2 separate regions of the Mus musculus genome follow, and region 2 is linked to region 1. The links are chromatin contacts, called in public promoter capture Hi-C maps. All regions are on one chromosome and are shown on one strand. Each heading gives the region's core, a stretch centred on a gene start, on an enhancer-like site or on the middle of the called end of the contact. The rest is flanking DNA. Distances are from core to core; before and after follow the strand shown.

What was found. Promoter capture Hi-C pulls out the DNA fragments that hold promoters and counts their contacts.
Region 2: a contact with region 1 is called in a promoter capture Hi-C map of embryonic stem cells, with 3 times the contacts expected there. The contact joins the enhancer-like site here to the promoter of Lhpp in region 1. A contact is called at or near these places in 6 of 39 promoter capture datasets (the 3T3-L1 cell line, embryonic stem cells, liver and 1 more).

Annotation. Positions count from the first base shown.
Region 1 is chr7:132,609,380-132,613,540 of GRCm38.p6, reverse strand. Lhpp (phospholysine phosphohistidine inorganic pyrophosphate phosphatase) reads right to left here and starts at 2,898. Exons shown (of 7, transcript NM_029609.1): 1 at 2,711-2,898. The coding sequence starts at 2,835.
Region 2 is chr7:133,575,792-133,580,072 of GRCm38.p6, reverse strand. No RefSeq gene overlaps it. Among named protein-coding and RNA genes, the nearest start is that of Tex36, 24 kb to the left of the region's middle. Within about 2 kb of position 2,957, at least 5 of the 459 cell types and tissues checked have an H3K27ac peak or open chromatin away from gene starts, as enhancers often do. A contact at or near this core is called in embryonic stem cells, where this site is marked.

The DNA.
Region 1 (4,161 bases), core at 1,649-4,148:
GTCCCGAGCAGTGAGACACACCCAAGCATAAGGATAAGCATCTCACCAGGCACCACCCCACTGTCTTAGCATCCACTGTAACCATCAGGAGGGCTCTCAAGTTACATCTTAGATGGTTGTTAAGAATTTTTATTTTTATTTCTCCATTTTCTCTCCCTGCCCTGCCCTCCCCCGCCATCCCCCTGCTTTATGCCCCTCGTAAAACCATTCTCAGCGTGCAGCTGAGGAAAGCCACATGTTATAACTCTGATTCGGAATGGTTCAAAAGCTTTAAAAATGTTGATATATAAAGCTGGACAATGAAGGGGCTTTCCTCCATTCTTCCCAACCCACTTCTTTATGCTCCAACCCCATCTCTTCACTAAGACTCCAAAATAGTAGCAAGTGTCTCTCCGGGGTTTATGCAAACACAGCAACAGGAACATGTGCATTCCTGCCTTTTCTACTGCAAACAGGACACACGTGATTGCTGTCCTCGCTCACACTGTATGGTGCTCACTCTGGAGAGAGGGACAGCGACTCTTCCCTGATTATGGAGAGTGATTGTTCTTGGTCCTTTATGGTTTCAAAAGACACAACTTTTATTTCAATTACTTCTCTTTTCTCAATCTCTCTCTCTCTCTCTCTCTCTCTCTCTCTCTCTCTCTCTTTCAGACAGGGTTTCTTTGTGTAGCTTTGGCTGTCTTAGAACTCATTTTGTAAACCAGGCTGGACTTGAACTCACAGAGATCCTCCTGCCTCTGCCTCTTGTGTGCTAGGATTAAAGGTGTCCGCCACCACTGTCCGGCTCAGTTATTTCTAGTAAACAAGTCAGAACAAATACCCAGAATTGTACCCACTACTGCAGTGCCAATTTTGTCTTCTCACATAAGGTAGCAGCACTTGGTTCTACGAAGTCTCAAAAAAAAAAAAAAAAAAAAAGAAAGAAAAAAAGTGAACTTGTTCCCAGTTTTATCAAAAAAAAAAAAAAAAAAAAAAAGAACCTATTGGTATAGTTTGAATTTGCATTTCTAATGCAACGGGTGGAGCATCTTTCCTGCGCTGAGGGGGTCACCAGTGTCTCTTTCCTGGTGAGTCTTCTGTCTTCTGTCCACATTCTCACTCAATGGCTGACTTTTTTGATTTATATATTCTGGGCCATAGATGTGAAAGCTTTCTTGGCAAGATGCCAAAAGAAACCTCATTTTCATTATACATATTTGTACATGTATCCATGTTCATATGTGTGTGTGTGTGTGTGTGTGTGTGCGTGTGTGTAGATACACATGTATGACACCGGTAATCTCAATTGGCAGCTCGATGAGAGCTAGCATCATCCAGAAGACAAGCATCTGGGCCTGTCTGTGGGTGGACTCTCTTCAGCTGTTAATTAAAGTGGGAAGTCACTTCCTACAGGTGGCACTATCCCGGGGCTTATATGCTTTGGCACTATCTTCACGTATACTCATCTATGGTGAGTGACTCAGTTTATTCATTTGAGCACAAACTATGGTCTACCTTCCTTCCAATGAGATCCTCATAACGTCCTGGCTGCTTACATCGTCCAGTGTCTGTCCCGCTACACTCTAAGAGGGGCCTCCACAGAATTAACTGCTCATATCCAAGGCTCAGTGAAACAAAGCCAGCCTTAAGTTCTGGAGTTAGTGGAGACAATGTAGAAGCCAGAAAGACATGTAAACTGGACTTTCACCCACCCAGAAGGTCTAGGTGTTTCCTAGGACTAGCTGTCCCATACCAGTCCCTTTCACTGTGCTACAAAACATAGTCTGTGTCCTTGTTACACCATCAGTGCCACCCCTCTTGCTCAAGTGTTCTCTCTCTCCACAACCATACGCGCGCGCGCACGCACACACACGCACACACACACACACACAAACAGATAAGTAGGGGAGGGCCTCTCGGGATCAAAGGACTTACTTAACTGCAAATAAGTAAATAGTGCTAGTTAGGTCAGGGTACCCCAGAGAGTGATATTGAGAGAATAATGCTAAACAATGAGCAGCCTCCAACTGCTCATCCACATTACACAAAGCTATCTGCGGACCAAAGACAAATAGCCCAGGTTTAATGCCAATTGTGGTCTCTGACAGCATTCTGCATTGGCAAGGTGTAATGAGCCAGACCCCTTGTCCTCCTCAAATCAAAACCAATACAAGAGAATTAGATGGCTAGCCATGTATATGATTTAAAGTTTTCTAAGAGAAACAGGTGGATCATTTGAATAGTTTACTTAGCCTAGTATATTAAAAATAGTCACTTAAACGTGTAAGCAACATCAAGAAATATTTTAAAGTAACTTTTCCATTTATTTACTTTTAAGATGGAGGACATGCATGGAGGGCAGAGAGAGGCAACTTACGGTAGCCACCGTTCTTATTCTACCATGTGGGTCCCAAGAATTGAACTCAGGTGTCACACACAACTGGCAATGAGTGTCTTTACCCATGGAGCCATCTCCCCGGCCTAACAGGTTGCAATATTAATGAGATAGTCTACACTTTTTGAATCTGTATTTTACTTGCAAGTTAACCAACTGCTTCCAAAACACAGCTTCAACCCATAAATGCCTAGGACCAACCCAACCTTCCCCCGACAAGGTTCCTAGCCAGCCTGAGGGGTGGAGCTAGCACTCGAGAAGGCGGAGCTAGCGCGAACGCCCCGCCCCCGGTAGTTGACACAGCCGGGAACCCCCTGCATTGAGCTCACTAACCTCGCCACTGCCTCCACAGAGCCTGCGATAGCGGTTGCACCGCTTGCGCTGCTATCACATAGCACCCCGGAGATGTCAAGCAGCACTCCCCGCACGCCCGTCAGCCGCTCAGCCCATGCGGCCATCGTGTCCAGCTATAAATCCGAACTCGGCGTCGCCGCTGCTTTTATCCCGCAGCCACGCCTCCCGCGCGGGGTTGCCTGGGAAATGTAATCCGCGGCGGGCGGGCCGGGAGCAAACTGGGAACCACGTGGACCAGCCTGACGCTTGACTATCAGGAAAAGCAGTGAACGCATCCTGCGGAAGGAGTTCAAACCCCTAAGAGTCAGGACATGACAACTTGAAATGAAAAGTGAAACAGTCCAGGAGGGATGGCTCTCACCTGTAATCCCCAGCAGGGCTGAGAGTGTGAAGCCAAGATGCCACAAGGGGGTAAAGGTGTTTGGCACAAAACTTAACTTTAATTCTATTCCCAGGACCCATACAATAGCAGGAGAAAACCTATTCCTGACATTGTCCCCAGATCTCCCCACGAGTGCATGCACACACACGTATACTAATTAAATAAATGAAATTTTAAGTGTTGGAGACATCCTAGCCTCAGTAGTGAGGTTCTGTCTCAAAAATGGAAGAGAGAGGGAGAGATCTTGCAGGCGGTTAGATGGCACCATCCAATTCCTTGGAAACACACTAAAGGAACGTGTGCAAACAGAATGACTGCGGTGTAAATAAATGATAATGCCAAGACAAGCTGAAGAAAATTAATGTAGAGGATACAGGTTGCATATCAGAGATGCTGAAAGAAATGTGCTGAAAGAAAGATCAGCCAGGGGAGGTGGCAGAAGCAGCTGAAGCTCTCAGAGTTTGAGGTCAGCCTGTTGCGAGTTCCAGGACAGCATGGACTACACAGAGAAATCCTGTCTCAAAAAAAACAAAAAAACAAAACAAAACAAAAAGAGGGGAAGGGGATTGGAGAGAGAAGGGGGAGGGAGGGGGAAGACAGGGGGGAGAGGGACAGAAAGGGAGAAGGAGAGAGAGAGAGAGACTCCCGCTAACTACCTTGGAAAACTCTTCTGTTCTAACATTATATGAAAAACACAAATTCAAAAGTTATATGCAGACAACAGCCTTGCAAAAATAAAGAGCATGGTAATATGAGTAGAAAAAAACACCAAATTTTATGTGTCTCGGGAGGCCAGAAGAGGGTGTTGATCCCTGAAACAAGAATTATATATAGACCCTGATGATTAATGATGTGGGTGCTGGGACTGAACTCTGGTCCATCTGAAAGACCATCCAGTGCTCTTAACCACTGAGCCACCTCTCCAGCACCCAGAATGTTAGAACTTTAACGCATTTCAACAAAGTGTGCATTATTCTTTTGATGAGCTTACCAGAGGAGCTGCTCGCAAGAGAAATAAAAGGTATAATGTCTACCCTGAGTGGGTTTA
Region 2 (4,281 bases), core at 1,708-4,207, 970 kb before region 1:
AAAACAAATGAAAACATCTTGTTTAACACCCCATATTTCAGCAAACATGTTCCCAGCATACCAAAATAATCCCCCCAAAATATTAAACAACAAATCAGGCCTCTGCCAGGGCCTGACTCACCAAATAAATGTAACGAAGAGAGCTGACTCATAGCCCTCATGGAGGCCGTCTGAAAGCGCTGAATTAACCACAGCGTGTAATTTCTGCAGAGGAACGGGAATTACCTCATTATTCTGTCTCCTAATCAAAGTCAAACAGATCCACAAGTTCTGGAGTCAGGTAGCACAGGCACAAACGAGTGGACCCTGCCCTTGTCCTGTCTCCTCTCCAAGATCATGTAAGTGCTTCCCCGGACACTGATCTCACAGCACCAGCAGCATCCACCAGGGGCAGCCCTATCTCCAAAGGGGAAGAGCAACTCCACTCACTACCCACATGGAGCCCATCCACGTGCAGGATCATAGACGATGCCTATGGCAGGAACAGCTTTCCCTAGGGGAGAAGGCAGCTATTCCTTTGGCTAGAAAAGAAACCACCGTAATGTAGTATTACAAAGTACTTTTTCTGAGATCCCAAGACTGACATCAGCTGGGAGTGCAGTACCCAATCCTCCTCTAGCAAATATTGATGAGTTTCTAAAAGGGTAGTAGCAAGAAGTTCCTCACAGGAGACATACGCCTGGCCCTCCAAGGACTAGCTGGCCATGGTGGTTCATGCTGCTGATTGCAGTGCTCGGAGGGTGGGAATTCAGTGCCATCCTTGGATTCATAGCAAGTCTGAGGCCAGACTGGGCTTCATGAGACTCACGTTGTCTTAAAGCAAACAGGATAGTTTACAGCACCAAATACCTGGGAACGTCTGCCCTTTAAGGAAGAGTTTGGTTTCCTGGAGCACATCAATCAAGAGTTGGATATCTTTGACCAGTTAAAACAGTCCAGCTCAAAGATGCTGCTGTTTGCAGCCGAATGGGAGCTGATTTGAAGCTTAGTTTCTGACAGAGCATTACCCCTTCCCTCTCACAACCCCACTGTGCACCAAGCCCTTCCTGAATGCCCGTCCTCTCTGACATCCACCACAGAGCCATGCCACGTGTATAAATGTTCATGCTTTTAAACATTTGGTGACTATTTAAAAATTATTTTTATTTAAACATTTTTTCACATAATATATTTTGGTCACATTTCCCTTTCCCTAACTCCTTTAGGTCCATCCCATCTTCCTACCTAACTTCATGCTCTCTCTCAAAGCAAAAGAGGAAAAACTTCAAAAACAAAAGAGAAATCAAAACAGACAAATTAAAAAAAATTAAATCAGTAAGACAAAAACAAAAGCCCAAACTAAATATCCCTTCCCCCAACACACACACACACACACCCAACACACACACACATACACACATACACCCAACACACACACATACACACATACAACACACACATACACACACACACATACCCAACACACACACACACATAAACACACACACATATACATACATACACACACATACACACACACACACACCCAACTCACACACACACACACACACATACCCAACTCACACACACATACACACACACATACACACCCAACACACACACATATACACACACATACCCAACACACACACACATACACACACACATACACACACACACACCCAACACACACACACACCCAACACACACACATACACACATACAACACACACATACCCAACACACACACATACACACACACATACACACACACATACACACACACATATACCTAACACACACACACACATACACACACATACACACACACACACACACACACACACAGTCCTTTTGTGATGGCCTGGGACATGGGGCCTACCTACTCTGTAGTATGGTTGATATATCCAGGGACACTCTGTTGGGGAAAGCTGATTTTCCCTTCCCCAGCAAGTATCAGTTGCAAGTAACTTCTTGGGAAGGGATGGGACAAGTGACCGGATTTTGAGCCCTTACTGAGTTTAGCACTGCTCTGGCCTCTGCACTACGAGGCTGAGCAACAACAGACCTCATCCAGACCAGAAGACCTGTCAGGGAGATGTAGCTGCCCCTAGGAAGAGCCAAGATATGAAGCTACGGAGGCTGCATCAGTGGGGATCAGGCGAGGATGCTTTGAAAGGTCATAATTATAATTTTATTAAGCTGTGATCAGGGAGAGAAGATAAATGTCATAGCAATGTGTTTAATATTGGATACATATTATATTACAGGATGATTATGAATTTGTGTTTCTTGTGTACGTTCAAATTTGGATATGTATGAGGGAAAAAGCTGAGTTTAATTTTTTATCTGCTGGATAAGGAATTGATTTTAATTCTTTCTCTGCTAATTAAAGGAAAATTAGAAAAACAAGCTACTTACTAAGGCACTAAATACATTTTGATTACTTATGGATATAAGCAGTTGTGCTGGCTTCATTTATTTATTTACTGAAAACCTAATGACAGATAAAATGAAGAATTAATAGTGTAATAGAGAGGGATAATGGAATTATTCAGCAAGCAGAATGAGGTCTACTGTTTTCCCACCTAGCAGCCAGAAACACAAAGCATTTGGTCTCAGGCAACTATAGGTAGCACGTGGCCCCTGCTTGAGTGGAACAAACTGCAGGGAAACTGGAGGGGCCAGGTGGGAGCAGCAGGTGTGGGCCTCAGGTGGGAGCAGCAGGTGGGGGCCTCAGGTGGGGCCTTCAGGTGGGGGCTTCAGGTGGGAGCAGCAGGTGGGGGCCTCAGGTGGGGCCTTCAGGTGGGGGCTTCAGGTGAGTTCAGTTCAGTGCACCTGAAGGAAGCCGAGAGCTGTGTCCTGCATGCAGCTGGGTGTGGTGGCTCTGATGGTTAACCTTTGCTGTCTTCTTGTTGGTTTAGAGTTACCAGAGTCACATCTTTGGGTGTGTCCTGTTTCCAGACCACCCTGAATGTGGGTGGTACCATCTCATAGCTGCAAGGCTATGAGGCCCGAAGAGGAAGGGGAAAGAGAACGGAATGTCAGTATTCATCGCTCTGCTTCTTACTGAGAATGCTGTGTGGCCAGCTGTTCACTTTCAAACCACAGCAGCATGGGCGGGGGATGGGGGGTTGGGACAGGATGAGCTATTAAGAGAGGGGAGGGACTCTGCATCAGGTGAAACCCTGATGAGTCTGAAGGAAGCCCAGCAGCAGTGGATCTAGATTTGTAGAGGATTTGAGGTCCTCTGGGATCTTAACTGGGCTTGGCAGATTAATAAAGGGGCTGGACAAAACTTCCCAGAAGGAAAGTGGAGATGAAGATGTGAGCAAGACAAAACTGGAGACAAGGCTATTTTCTCTGAGGTTTATTTTTACTTCTAAGGTAAGGGGATGTCTGCATGTGGGTGACCAAGGAGGCCTGGAGAGGACCTCAGATCCCTTGGAGATGGAGTTCTAAGCAGTTGTGAGCTGCCTGACATAGGTGGTGGGAAACAAACTGAAGTCCTCTGGAAAAGCGGCTTGTGCTGGTAACCAGTGAGCCAGCTCTCCAGTCCCAAGTGTGTGGGGGTGGAGGGGCTAAGACCTATGAAGCTGACTGTTCCTCAAGTGTCCTGAGGAGCCCAGCGTTCATTAGTGTCTGGGTCCCACTAGATCGGCCTAGCGAGATTCTGGAGGTGGGGATGCCCCAGTCTTTTATAGAAAGCTCCCCAGATGACCCCAGGGTCAGCCAGGACGGTGGGAAAACAAGTTCAAAGAAGTGAAAATCAGGAACAACAAAACAAAACAAAACGCAAAAACAAAAACAAAAACAAAACAAACTACACTCTCCTGCTTGTGGCAGCAGGAGCAATTAGGGAAACAGGCTGCCTAAACAGAGGCTGAATAGGTGGATGTGGTGACCATGGAGAGATCCACGCTATACAGCCTCAGAGAGGGAGGAACTACGGTGACACAGAAGCCTGGCGGGTGGGGGTGGGGAGTCTGAGGAACAGGTGCTAAGTGCAATAGAAGACTCAGAAAAATAGATGCTTTCATGTATTTAAAATAGTCAAATCCATAAAGCCAAAGGCTAGACTATTGGTTACTGCGTGCTAGGGAGGGAGGAAGGGAGTGGGGGTTAGTCAGCCACAGGTCAGAAATTTGGGTTGAGAAGAATAAGTTCCAGAGATGTTCTGTGGAACAAGGTGCCTATAGCCAATGCTGCTGTATTTCTCACTCTTAAAAGTTAGGAGGGAAGACCTCATGCTAAGTATTCTTGATACATGAGAGACCAGAGATTTTGTAGATGCTAGAAGTA